2 separate regions of the Bombyx mori genome follow, and region 1 is linked to region 2. The links are chromatin contacts, called in public Hi-C maps. All regions are on one chromosome and are shown on one strand. The core of a region is the stretch at or near the end of the contact, and the rest is flanking DNA. Distances in the headings are between cores, read along the strand shown.

Evidence for each region. A called contact is a pair of places that touch in the nucleus more often than the background predicts.
Region 1: a contact with region 2 is called in a Hi-C map of midgut, with 3 times the contacts expected there. The contact joins the promoter of LOC101741614 here to the promoter of LOC101741489 in region 2. A contact is called at or near these places in 6 of 7 Hi-C or Micro-C datasets (middle silk gland, midgut, posterior silk gland and 2 more).

The regions. Positions count from the first base shown.
Region 1 is chr20:5,891,322-5,896,990 of ASM3026992v2, reverse strand. It overlaps LOC101741614, which reads right to left and starts at 3,986. Exons shown (of 7, transcript XM_062674329.1): 1 at 3,718-3,986; 2 at 3,042-3,238; 3 at 2,018-2,392; 4 at 1,499-1,643; 5 at 554-698. The coding sequence starts at 3,844.
Region 2 is chr20:5,674,950-5,681,078 of ASM3026992v2, reverse strand. LOC101741489 (longitudinals lacking protein-like) reads left to right here and starts at 1,937. Exons shown (of 5, transcript XM_038018244.2): 1 at 1,937-2,181; 2 at 2,355-2,462; 3 at 3,590-3,676. The coding sequence starts at 2,367.

The DNA.
Region 1 (5,669 bases), core at 2,737-5,236, 210 kb before region 2:
CGTGTGTACACTAGTACACGCACACATTTTTTTTTATTATTTTTAAATCTAACTATTTTGTGTTTGTATTGAAAATAATAAAATGCAAATAATGAAACCAAAACTACCAAGACAGAAATAAAAAAAACTATAAGAAGAAACAGAAAACGACCCTACTAACGGTATGTTGCAATGTACTATTACAGATATGACCCAAGGAGGATTGACTTCAGGCAAGCGACCGGTCCTAAATATGGTGCCAAGTCCCTATGCAGCACAATAAAAAGATATATAAGAGCATATTTACTGGTGGTAGGATCTCTTGTGAGTCCGTAGGGGTAGGTACCACAACCCTGCCTATTTCTGCCGTGAAGCAGTAATGCGTTTCGGTTTGAAGGGTGGGGCAGCCGTTGTAACTATACTGAGATCTTAGAACTTATATCTCAAGTTGGGTGGCGCATTTACGTTGTCTATGGGCTACAGTAACCACTTAATACCAGGTGGGCTGTGAGCTCGTTAACCCATCTAAACAATTAAAAAAAAAAAACATACTAGGTAAAAAAAATCCACTTACCCAACCCGTGGCCCCCACATGCAACTAGGGCACAGTTCGGTATTTTCCTTCTCTTTCTTAACAGTACATATTGTGCGAGTACTCGACAAAATCTTTTCAACCAATGTCGTTTGCTTTGAGGGCTTTTGTGGTGGGTTCTTCCGATCTGTGTGTTTAACATTCATAATGTAATTAAATTTTTTTTTAATGGATAAAAGCCTTCTGACGTGATTAGTTGAAGCTATAGAGAGCATATTGGTGGGAGGTACTAATATGCTATCCACCACAGATATGTATACTAAGTGTAGTAAAAAAAAACATAAAAAATACTTCTATATACAGTCGTCGTGGCCTAAAGGATAAGACGTCCGGTGCATTCGTGTTCGAATCCCGCAGGCGGGTACCAATTTTTCTAAAGAAATACGTACTCAACAAATGTTAACGATTGACTTCCACGGTGAAGGAATAACATCGTGTAATAAAAATCAAACCCGCAAAATTATAATTTGCGTAGTTACTGGTGGTAGGACCTCTTGTGAGCCCGTGCGGGTAAGTACCACCGCCCCGCCTATTTCTGCCGCAAAGCAGTAATGCGTTTCGGTTTGAAGGGTGGGGCAGCCGTTGTAACTACACTAAGACCTTAGAACTTATATCTCAAGGTGGGTGGCGCATTTACGTTGTAGATGTCTATGGGTTCCAGTAACCACTTAACACCAGGTGGGCTGTGAGTTCGTCCATCCATCTAAGCAAAAAAAAAAAATAAAAAAACTTCTATACTTTTTTTAACAATTATTTTAAATTAAATATTTCTGTTCAAATATGCAATTTATTCCTGTCTTTCTTTCTTACTCTTTTAAAAATATAATATACAATCAGCATTATTAGAAATGGAATGTACAATTCATAATTCTGCAGAAATAAGCGGTTTAACGGTCATTACAGTTGTAAACTTCACTTAATACATACGTAGTATATTAACCAGCCACTCCCTCCTGCACGGCATGTGGAAGGACGAAGGGCAGTTAGGACACTCACGTAGCTTCTCCTTCTTCCCGCAAACCAGGCACCATGATATATGAATCGTTATTTGAGGTTTTGTTGGAGATGTATGCTGTGAATATATATTGACGAACTTTAACATGCAGCTTTGTTTGTGTCAGACAGCAGTGGTTACTGACTGATTCCAAATTGTAAGGATCTGAGAATCTATGCTCTATCTATGTAAAAGAATAGATTTTAAGAAAGCTATTATCACTATAAAATATTATTTAAAAATGCAACTTCTTTACATCATTTGGGACCGAATTAAACAATATGCTAACTATAAATTTTATAACTAATAACCACACGACAGCATAGAATTTTTTTGGTTATTCGATTCAATTTGTTTGAGACTCAAATAGCATACTACTAATACATACAAGGTTTTTCTTCATTTCAGAATTATCATAATAAGTAATAAAATGAATTGTAATATATACTTACAGTACTTTCAATAACTTCTTTACTTTCTGATTTACGTACGTAATTGTACCTCCAGCACTGATGTAAGTAGTTCTCGATCTCTTTCTCCGTAGCTACATTTTTCAGTACCGTCTCAAATTTATCCTCTGTACTAGCATCAATGTTCAACAAATAATCTAACGTGTCTCTATCAGTACGATTGTTACTTTGCAAAATGTAAAAATATTCATCAAAAATCATTTCTTTTCCTCTCCGCACAAATTCCTTAAAAGCGTTCTCGCATTTTCCTTGCTTTAGTGGTACATGTGTGATGTCATATGTTGTGTTCAAATCCGGTTCTTTTAGTTTGTGAGGTCTGACTCCGAGGGGCAATGTATGGTCTTCCTTTGGCTTTCTCTGGAATATACAATAATAATAATTCATAAAAAAACATTGCAAAAATGATAGTTTGTAGATGGTCCAGTAGTTTATCGTCCGAGCTTTCAGGTTCAAAACTTAGCATTTCTATTTTCTAAGTTGCCAGATAGTCAGTGTTGATGAAATGACAATTCATGGAGTAAGGCAGTGAAGGAAAAGCAGCCAAGATTAGGTGTAGAGATGTCGAAAGTTTTATGGCATGCAGGACTAATGACATAGACAAGACGGAGGGTCAGATATGAATGAGAATGATGGGCGATCGAAAAAGGCGAGGTCTATTTCAAGCAGTAGATATTAAAGGGCTGTAGATAATGATTATGATAAGCATAGCATTAAGTATTCCAAAACTGCTCACACAAGCTAGCTTCTTCATTATGATATGTAATTTTTAATAATGTTATTAAATCTGACTTAAATTGCTTAAGCATTGTAATGTTAATACATATTGATGTGTTACAATGGGTTTATTATAATAGTATTATGGTTTACTTCTAAACAGCCTTGCCAATATTTTAATTGGATAGTTCAGAATAATACAGGGTAATCATTTTATTAACATTTACAACTATACAATTCCTAAGGTAAGCTTTAATTGGCTAGCAGAAAATCTGTTACATTTAATTTTTACCTTTCTAGGGGGCTTCTCAGGAGATATCTTCTTTGGTGTTTTATCAGCAGGTCCATAGAAAGGTCTTGAACGCTCAGCGAGAAACATACATGTGTATGGTAACCATAGTCTTTGCTTAGTTGTACAAGTCTCCACATAGTAACAGAGTTCCCAATTCACGGTAATATTACCATCTTCATTTCCGAAGATTCCTAACGCTGTAAATTATGTATTTAATTCTAAATTATATGACGAATAAAAAAATGTTTTTTTCCTAATAAATATGATATAAGTAGTACAGACGTAAGAAGATACATTTTTCTTGTGCTTAACAATAAGATAGTATTTACGTAAATTGAAAACATAATATAGATTTAAACAGTAAAAACTGCTATTGTTTTAATAGTTTACTACTGAATGTGGCAGATGGCGCTAGTTGTCGCATATATTATTAATTTTACAAATAGACAATTTTTTTATTTATTTAATTTTGCGCTTTGAGTATCCGAATGCAATTTTGTATTCTGAAATAATTTGTTACCTACATAATTGTTGTTCAGACAATTTTGTAACAAATTATCATATTAGCTACAAAATTGTAAGAACTGAACATTGTAACTTATTTGTAAAATTGTACTTTGCGAGCGTCGATATATTACCACTTTGCGAGCAATAAAAAAGTAAAAAATAATTTTACCTTTATCGTCATAAAATAATCCTTTATGATCTTTGATAACTTTCACTCTGGTGTAAACTTTTCTGCACATTCTTGCTAGAGCAACATCGCCAAGTTTCCAATGATAAATTCCAATTTCTGTGGTCATTTTGTATAGTAGATGCCAGTGCAAATTATTCTTAATCTAAAATATAAATATATTCACTACCTACTTATGTGGTAAATATGGTTAGTAACTGTTTACTTTGAAAGTGCAATTAAATTTGATAACTGAATGCGATTATTCGGGATATATTTAATTGAATATGTACTAATAATAAAAGCGTTTATAATTGAACGAATGATATAAATTACATGTACATATTAAATTACTAGATGTTCCTAAATTTGATTGAAAGATTGCTTACCACCGCCATCTGTTGCCAAGTAGAAATACTAAACTAATTGTCTTAATTTTTTTATTTTACACATTATTTATTTCAATTATTACTTCTACTTTATGGGTACTGCTATTATTATTATTTTACTTACTATATTCGTTTTCAATAAAAAAGGCTTTGTTGTTTGACGTTTCACAAAATGAAAAACCATAATGTAATAACTATCCAGTAGATGGCGTATTTTAACTCAAGGGAATTTTGCGATCAATAGTGGTTGGCAGTTTGTATGATTCAACGTATATGTCGGCGTTAAGCCGGGGTTTTCACACATAAGTTCTTTTACAATGAAAATACAATACAATTCTATAAAACTTTAACATTACTTGTTTACAATAAAAAGCCACGTCTTAGTTATTCAGTGGTTCTTACACAATTATTAGCCATTTTGTGATGGTTATAGTAACTACATCTTCTTTTATACAAACGAATGTAATTACTGCGAAACAATTCACAAAATATAGCTTAATATTCACAATACATATTTTAGTGATTTTTAAATGACTGACATTAATTTATTTTACATAAATTACTTTTAACTAATATAAACTACCATTGTTATTATCCAGCCTAATAATAGATGGCGCTAACATCATTTGCAGAACAATTACAATACTTAATTAATTAATTACTCTTAATTATAATATTAATTATTATTAATATTGATGCTTTATTATTTTTTATTAATATTGATTTGTGTTTTTAAACAATAATATAAACAATAATCATATTCTGAACATTTTCACATCAAAACAGTGTCTGCTAAACATTAAATATGCTAGAATAACAGTTTTATCTTGTTAATAATAAATTAATGATAACATAGAATAAACTAAACTATATATTATTATGTTAATTATTGCCAATAGTGGCGTTTGCGCCCATATATGAGGCCTATAAAATCAAAGGCAGCTAAACGCCTTAATGCACTTCGATAAAGCGGCACGACACGAGAACCCTCTCATCGTGGCCGCCGGTAACTACATTCCCGATCCTGCGGACAGAATTTAAAGCAGTCGACGTCGCCCAAAACACGTCATCTCGGATCCTCCCGATCCACTAACGGTGCTTTTAGGTACTTCAAGCACCGGTCACCGTTCTCGTCGAACCCGTCGCTTGCGACGAAGGGCTCGACGAGTAAATTAACTCTCAGACACAGCCCACTGAGTTTCTCGCCGGATCTTCTTAGTGGGTCGCGTTTCCGATCCGGTGGTAGATTCTGCGAAGCACGGCTCTTGCTAGGGTTCGTGTTAGCATCGTCGTCAGGTTTGAGCCCCGTGGGCTCACCTACTAGCCACGGTTACGCTGAAATAGCCTCTCAAAGCTATCAGCTTAGGCAGGGAAAAAAAAAAAAAAACGCCTTAATGTCGTAAAATGGATTAACAATGGCGCTATCTTGTTTAGGTAGTTGGATATGCTTTAGTGTTTTCATGTTATAACAAATGCAGCTAAATCTCTAACAAATTCAGTTCAAAAAATTTATTTTTACTCTGTAATAAGTACTAATAAACGAAGTTTTATCATTTAAAATTAGTA
Region 2 (6,129 bases), core at 688-3,187:
GGGGGGGGGGGGGGGGGGCAGCCGTTGTAACTATACTTGAGACCTTAGAACTTATATCTCAAGGTGGGTGGCGGCATTAACGTTGTAGATGTCTATGGGCTCCAGTAACTACTTAACATCAGGTGGGCTGTGAGCTCGTCCAGCCATCTAAGCAATAAATAAATAAATAATGATTTCTACATTGACCTAGTAAGCATTATAAAATTTCATTCATTATAAATTTTCACACGAAACCTGTTTATTTTCGTTTATGATATTTAGTATACATAATATTTAATGTTCTTTGTGAGATCAGGTAATCCTTAATTAGAAAATCGGGTTCAAAAAAACCGCTCCATAAACTCTTGACAATATTACAGGTGGTCCCTGACATAAGAAAAGATTATGAACAGCAAAAAAGACAGTAAAAATAAGTTAAATAAGTATATTTTAAACGAAGGGTTTTCTTTTGTTTCCTGCTTCGTTAAGCTTGGTTTAATTGTTTAAAAAGAGATTAGGTGCAATAAGCTCTCCTCTTCGTCGAGTGATGCAAGTCGAGCGTTAGGTATTTGGTTCGAAAGTTTTTAGCTTAATTAGCAAAACCAGTGGAATATGATTAAGCAATTTGCGAATACAATTATTTAAATTTGACAATTTTATTTTAGCGATGACAGTACTGCAATCTATTACTAGATGGCGCTGTTGCACATTGATAGTTAATGCATGCTACTCAGCGATAGATGGCATTGATACAAATTTTAATAATGATTCATTGATACTATACCGAATAAACACAGCACAGATCAAGCGAAAGCTCAATAACAAAATAAAGTTTCCTTTTAATTGTAATAAAAAATATTGTACTAAACACTCAAGTGATATATGAGCAAAAACAAGGACAGAAGAGTGTCGAAATGAGAATGATTAAAAGAAATTGTATATAAATAGCATTGTATATTATTTGTGCTTTTGTACAGATTCAAGATATTGTCTGTTCTATCAATTTAAAATATGAGATCAAATAATTTATTTTTAGAAAATTACCTTTGTATTTAAATACTAGTTAGTAACATCGCTTTATACAAGTCTACCCGGCAACTCATATTATGTGTATAATCTATGCTTCAGGCTACGATAATTTCTACATTTTGTTTATTTTTTCCATACATATGCCTTTTCACAGATAAGCAACAAGCCTATTTACAGACAGCAACTACTAATTAGACAGACGCTAAATTATCAATATTCTAAAAAAAAGCTCTTCAAATTGTGATGGTTCCCGACAAAAAGTTCAAATTCATTTCAACGATCAGTTTCATTTTCACAATATTCATTATGGGCTTTACTTCCTTTGCCTGATTAATAGATGAATTAAACAAAAAATAAAACCAATCAAATCAGGGATACCAATGTATGCTCGATCTTTTATGAAACAATTCTATTTTTATTTTATTTGGGCTATTCTTTTTTTTCTTTGTTTCTTTTTTTTATTGAATAATGATATATTTGACAAACATAGCAGACAAGAATTAGTATTTTCTCAAGATGATATAAGTACATAGACTTGACGAAGAGACGTAAATTTTATTCCATATAATAAAAACTATAGTAAATTGAACACAGATACGTATTAAGGAGCAAAATAAAAAAAATAACACTAACCTCTAATAGATTAACTATAGCTTGTTCAAATTTTTGCGAAGAACTTTAAGAAGGCTTGTTCAGAACTCGAAAATAAACAGGCCTTCAACAGGAATTTATTTATTTTTGTTTTTAATACAGGTGATTTCTTGTATTATGAATCACTTCGAAACACTTGTTGTATTAAAAACAAAAATAAATAAAATCTTGATTATGACCTGTTTGTATAAATTGTGAGCAATCAAAATGACAAAGAATAGGTAACATTGTGATAAAATCATTTTTAATCACTGCCATACATAAATAGCTTTAGGGTACCACTGTCCTTCAAGTTTTGACAATCTAAAATAGTAAGGCTGACAACCCTGTCTAGCTGATTGAAAGAAATTAAGAAATAGAAAGAAGTGGCTATATTATGCGAGACGGCGTCTTTATTTTGAGATTTCAATTGCTTAACTTTTACGTGTAGATTTCGAAATATTACGTGCGCCCCTGGATGTATATTTAATGTGTTTCGTGTGAATTAAACACGAAAAGAAATTGTAGTTACTGTGTCCGTAGGTAAGCATCATTTTGAATTGCAATTAATGACGTAGGTAAACTATAGAAACTGCACTATTATTTCTAAAAAATGGCATCGGAACATTAGGTCTTTAGAATATTCTTTATAACTGTGAAGTATAAATGTTAGACCATCACGTTTGGCTTTGTGTAAATTTCATCTGAAATTTCAGAGTATCATCAAAATGGGTGATCAACAATTCTTTTTAAAATGGAACGATTTTCAAACTAACATGGTGACTTCGTTCAGACATTTGAGAGACGAAAAAAGTTTTACAGATGTGAGTATTGTAATGGTTTTAATTACTTGTATATAAACAAATAATATAACCTCACTGTAAGCACTTTACACTTAAAAAATGCAAGTAATTAATGAACCATAGTTACCGACATAATTTGCTTACGTGATGTTAATTTACTAGTTATTAAAAATAAAAATATTTGTCATGAAGAAGCATACAGGAATGATACCTGAAGTTAAACAAAATAAAGCCAACAAAATTATAAAACATAGTCTTTGAAGAGCAAGATTCAGTTCTGTGACGAAATTAATATAACTACATTTTTTACTCAATTCACAAATCGCATGTTTTACTATTAGTTTAATATTAAATACAATGTGATATTTGACCATTGATAAATAATTTTTTTTTTTATATTTCAATGTGAATTAATATGGACATCAAACATACATAGTAGTTTCAGGTTTCTTAAGTATAGTGAAAATATGAATAGAGATGAGACAACAATGATTGAAGACTTGTTTTAAACTTAACTGAAAAGAGCCCAACCAGAAATCAATATTCAAATAATTTTATATATGTGTTAATTAGTCCTTGAGACAAAAGGGAATATTAAGAAGAACCTTGATACCATTTTTGTTTTAGATTCTAACAACATTCTGGCAAATTCCACACAGTAATTATTCTTAGGTGTATCATATCAGTAAATTGAGATTCATTTTGACCAGTACGCACACAGTATGCTATGTAGTGATTACTGGAGTGAATGTTACCATATGCAATAAGATATAAGGTTGAAATTTCACTCTCGTTATATAACTGTCTACTCTTCAAACCAAAAACGAAGACTGCTTGTAACATAATTGGGCAGGTTTTGTGCTACCTGTTCAGACTTACTAATGGACTACCACCATTAAATAACAATTTAAATATCTAAATGCTTAACCTTTATAAAAGACCTTTATTTTAAATATCAGGAATAAGATTATAGTATTCAACTGTAATGCGTAAAAAACAAAATACTATTAATAAATCGTAATTGAGATTGTGTTACTGTGACCTGAGATGATAAGCATTGAAATCATCAATGTGTTCTCATGCAACGATTGCATGATAAGTTTTACGTGTTAAATTTATGGAATGTATAACATGTTTGTAATTTTCAGGTTACATTAGCATGTGAAGGACAGACGTGTAAGGCACATAAAATGGTTCTCTCTGCCTGTAGTCCGTACTTCAAAAGTCTATTAGAGGTATGTTTAGAAGCATGCTAGTGTTTTTTTTTTTTTTGCCGTTATTTGGTTCTGATTGTGCAATATCAGATTGATTCAATCAAAGTTGCTTAGTGTATTCACAGAATGTGTAATGAGGCACATTGTGTATCCATTAGTGCCTGATGATTACTGATTGGTGTATTTTACTATATTGTAAAACAAGTCTAAACAAAAATATATAGAAAATTAAGTCGATACGATTGTATATTGAGATCCTATTGGTTTTTTACTTCAATCATTTTATCTGTTTTACATTATGTTAATGCTGCATACATAGACAACAGGCCAGTGTTAAGTTTGTTCATATGTATAACAATCTCACTAGCTTTGATTTAATGTTACAAAAAGACAACCACAATCTCACTGTGTTAAGCATGTTCACAATTGGCTGATGTTGGCATCTTATTAGCACTGCATTGTAATAGTCAATTGCTTGTGTACGACAATTGTGCCCGAGACATGATTGACCTGATTGCATTTAATCAAAAATGTATACAGATTTTTAAACAGACGACTTGCTTTTGATTGATTATTTTCTATTACTACTAAATGTACACTGATATATAATTGGTGTGGCTTTGGTCGCTGCCAAACATATTAGACCAAAAAAGTTAATAGATTAATAGGAAACAAACATTTTATACGTAATAAAATTACATGTGAAATTTTTCCTATAGCAAAATAAAAATGAGTTTTTTATAAGGATGTTTGTTGTTACTCGAAACATATGCTGAACGAATTTGGTTGATATTTTTAATTATTTTGTAACCTTTATACTTATGATATTTTTTATCATGGCAAATAACATGATCCCAGGCAAAGCCGGATACATTTGCTACGTATTCTTAGTGTTTCCAAACTTTTGGATCATAGTGTATATTGTTTTTAATCGAAAATCATCTGAATAGAATACATAGCTTTATCAGTGCATCCTATCTTTACTGTTTCACATTATCATTTAAATTCACTTTTTAAAGCAAAGCAAGCATGCTGCAATGCATCCAGATTTAAGCCATATTTGTCGTTTGAGTCAAATACGATTTTATAGTTTTAGTGTTTATTTTATTCTCTATGAGCCGGCAATGGAATGCGTAATGGGTAGTATCATTTTTGACACTAAAAATTAAATATTACACAAATTTTAATTAAATGATTTACAAAAAGGAAAATGTTTAGAAATCCTTGCCTGTAAAATATGATGGATTTTCTGTTTTTATAATAATGGTATACAATACTAAAGCTAGTTTTGAAATCGGGTGTCTCTCATTACAGTAACATCCTGTAAATGTTTTCGTATTATTATAGTGTATTCGCAATAATATTTGCTGTCCGTACCGAGAATTCACGAACTATTAGACACAGGTTAATAAATATTCTAGAGGTAAAGCGTCAAAAACAACATTGAAAAATTATGATATTGTCAAAGAATCGTGAACAGATTAATCTGTTCGGTTTATCAGAGATTATGGCTATAATGGACACATCTAGCTTGTTATAGCATCCACGTCTTAAATCATATTTAGAGCCTTAATACTCCCTGAGTCTCATGCAGGATCTTCTCAGTGGGTCGCGTTTCCTTTCCCGTGGTAGATTCTGCGAAAAACTGCTCTTGTTAGGGCTAGTGTTAACTATTCTCTCAGGTTGAACCCTTGAGCTCACCTACTCGTAAGGGCATAGCTGAAGTAGCCTCTCAAGGCTATCAGCATAGGTAGGGAAAAAAAGGCGCTTTGTAAATACGAATTTACGGGCATTATATAGAGTAAAAACGCGAGCGTACATTAAAAGTACACGGCGCTTCTGGTTTATTTCAGATATTTCCATCGCCCAAGATATACGCGCAATTTCGCTATGGGCAAGCTCTCCGCTAATATCGAAACGATTTTCCCCTTGTAAAATATATTTAAAAAAATCATTCGAAGACTATTTATGTGATTGCTCAGTTGTCAATAGTAGAAATCGTCTAGGTATTACGGGCTAAAAGGTTTCGTTCGACGCTTACCGAGAGAGATAAGAAAGAAAAAAACGGAGATTATTCAAACGAACTTTTCTAACGTTCGAATCAACCGCGCGTAGCTGTAAATAGCCCTTTAGATTACCAGCGAATATGTAGGATTTTTTTTCTAGCAAATCTTCTAGTTCGTCATTGTTATGTATTGATGTTTTTTTTTTAATACGCTTTTATTAGCTTCAGACGTATGTATGTTTGTAACGGAATCTTTGAACTTTGATTTTGACCCCCTTCAAAACGTCGGATTAACTCGAAATTTGGTATACTTATTAAGGACCGATGACAATTCAATATTTAAAAAAAAATGAAATTTTTTGAATTCAACTAAAAAATTAAAAATAAATAATATTTTTAAAAAACTAACAAAATACGCTTTTCAACTAAAAATAGAAAATAAATTTTAATAAATTTGAGTTAAAAATGG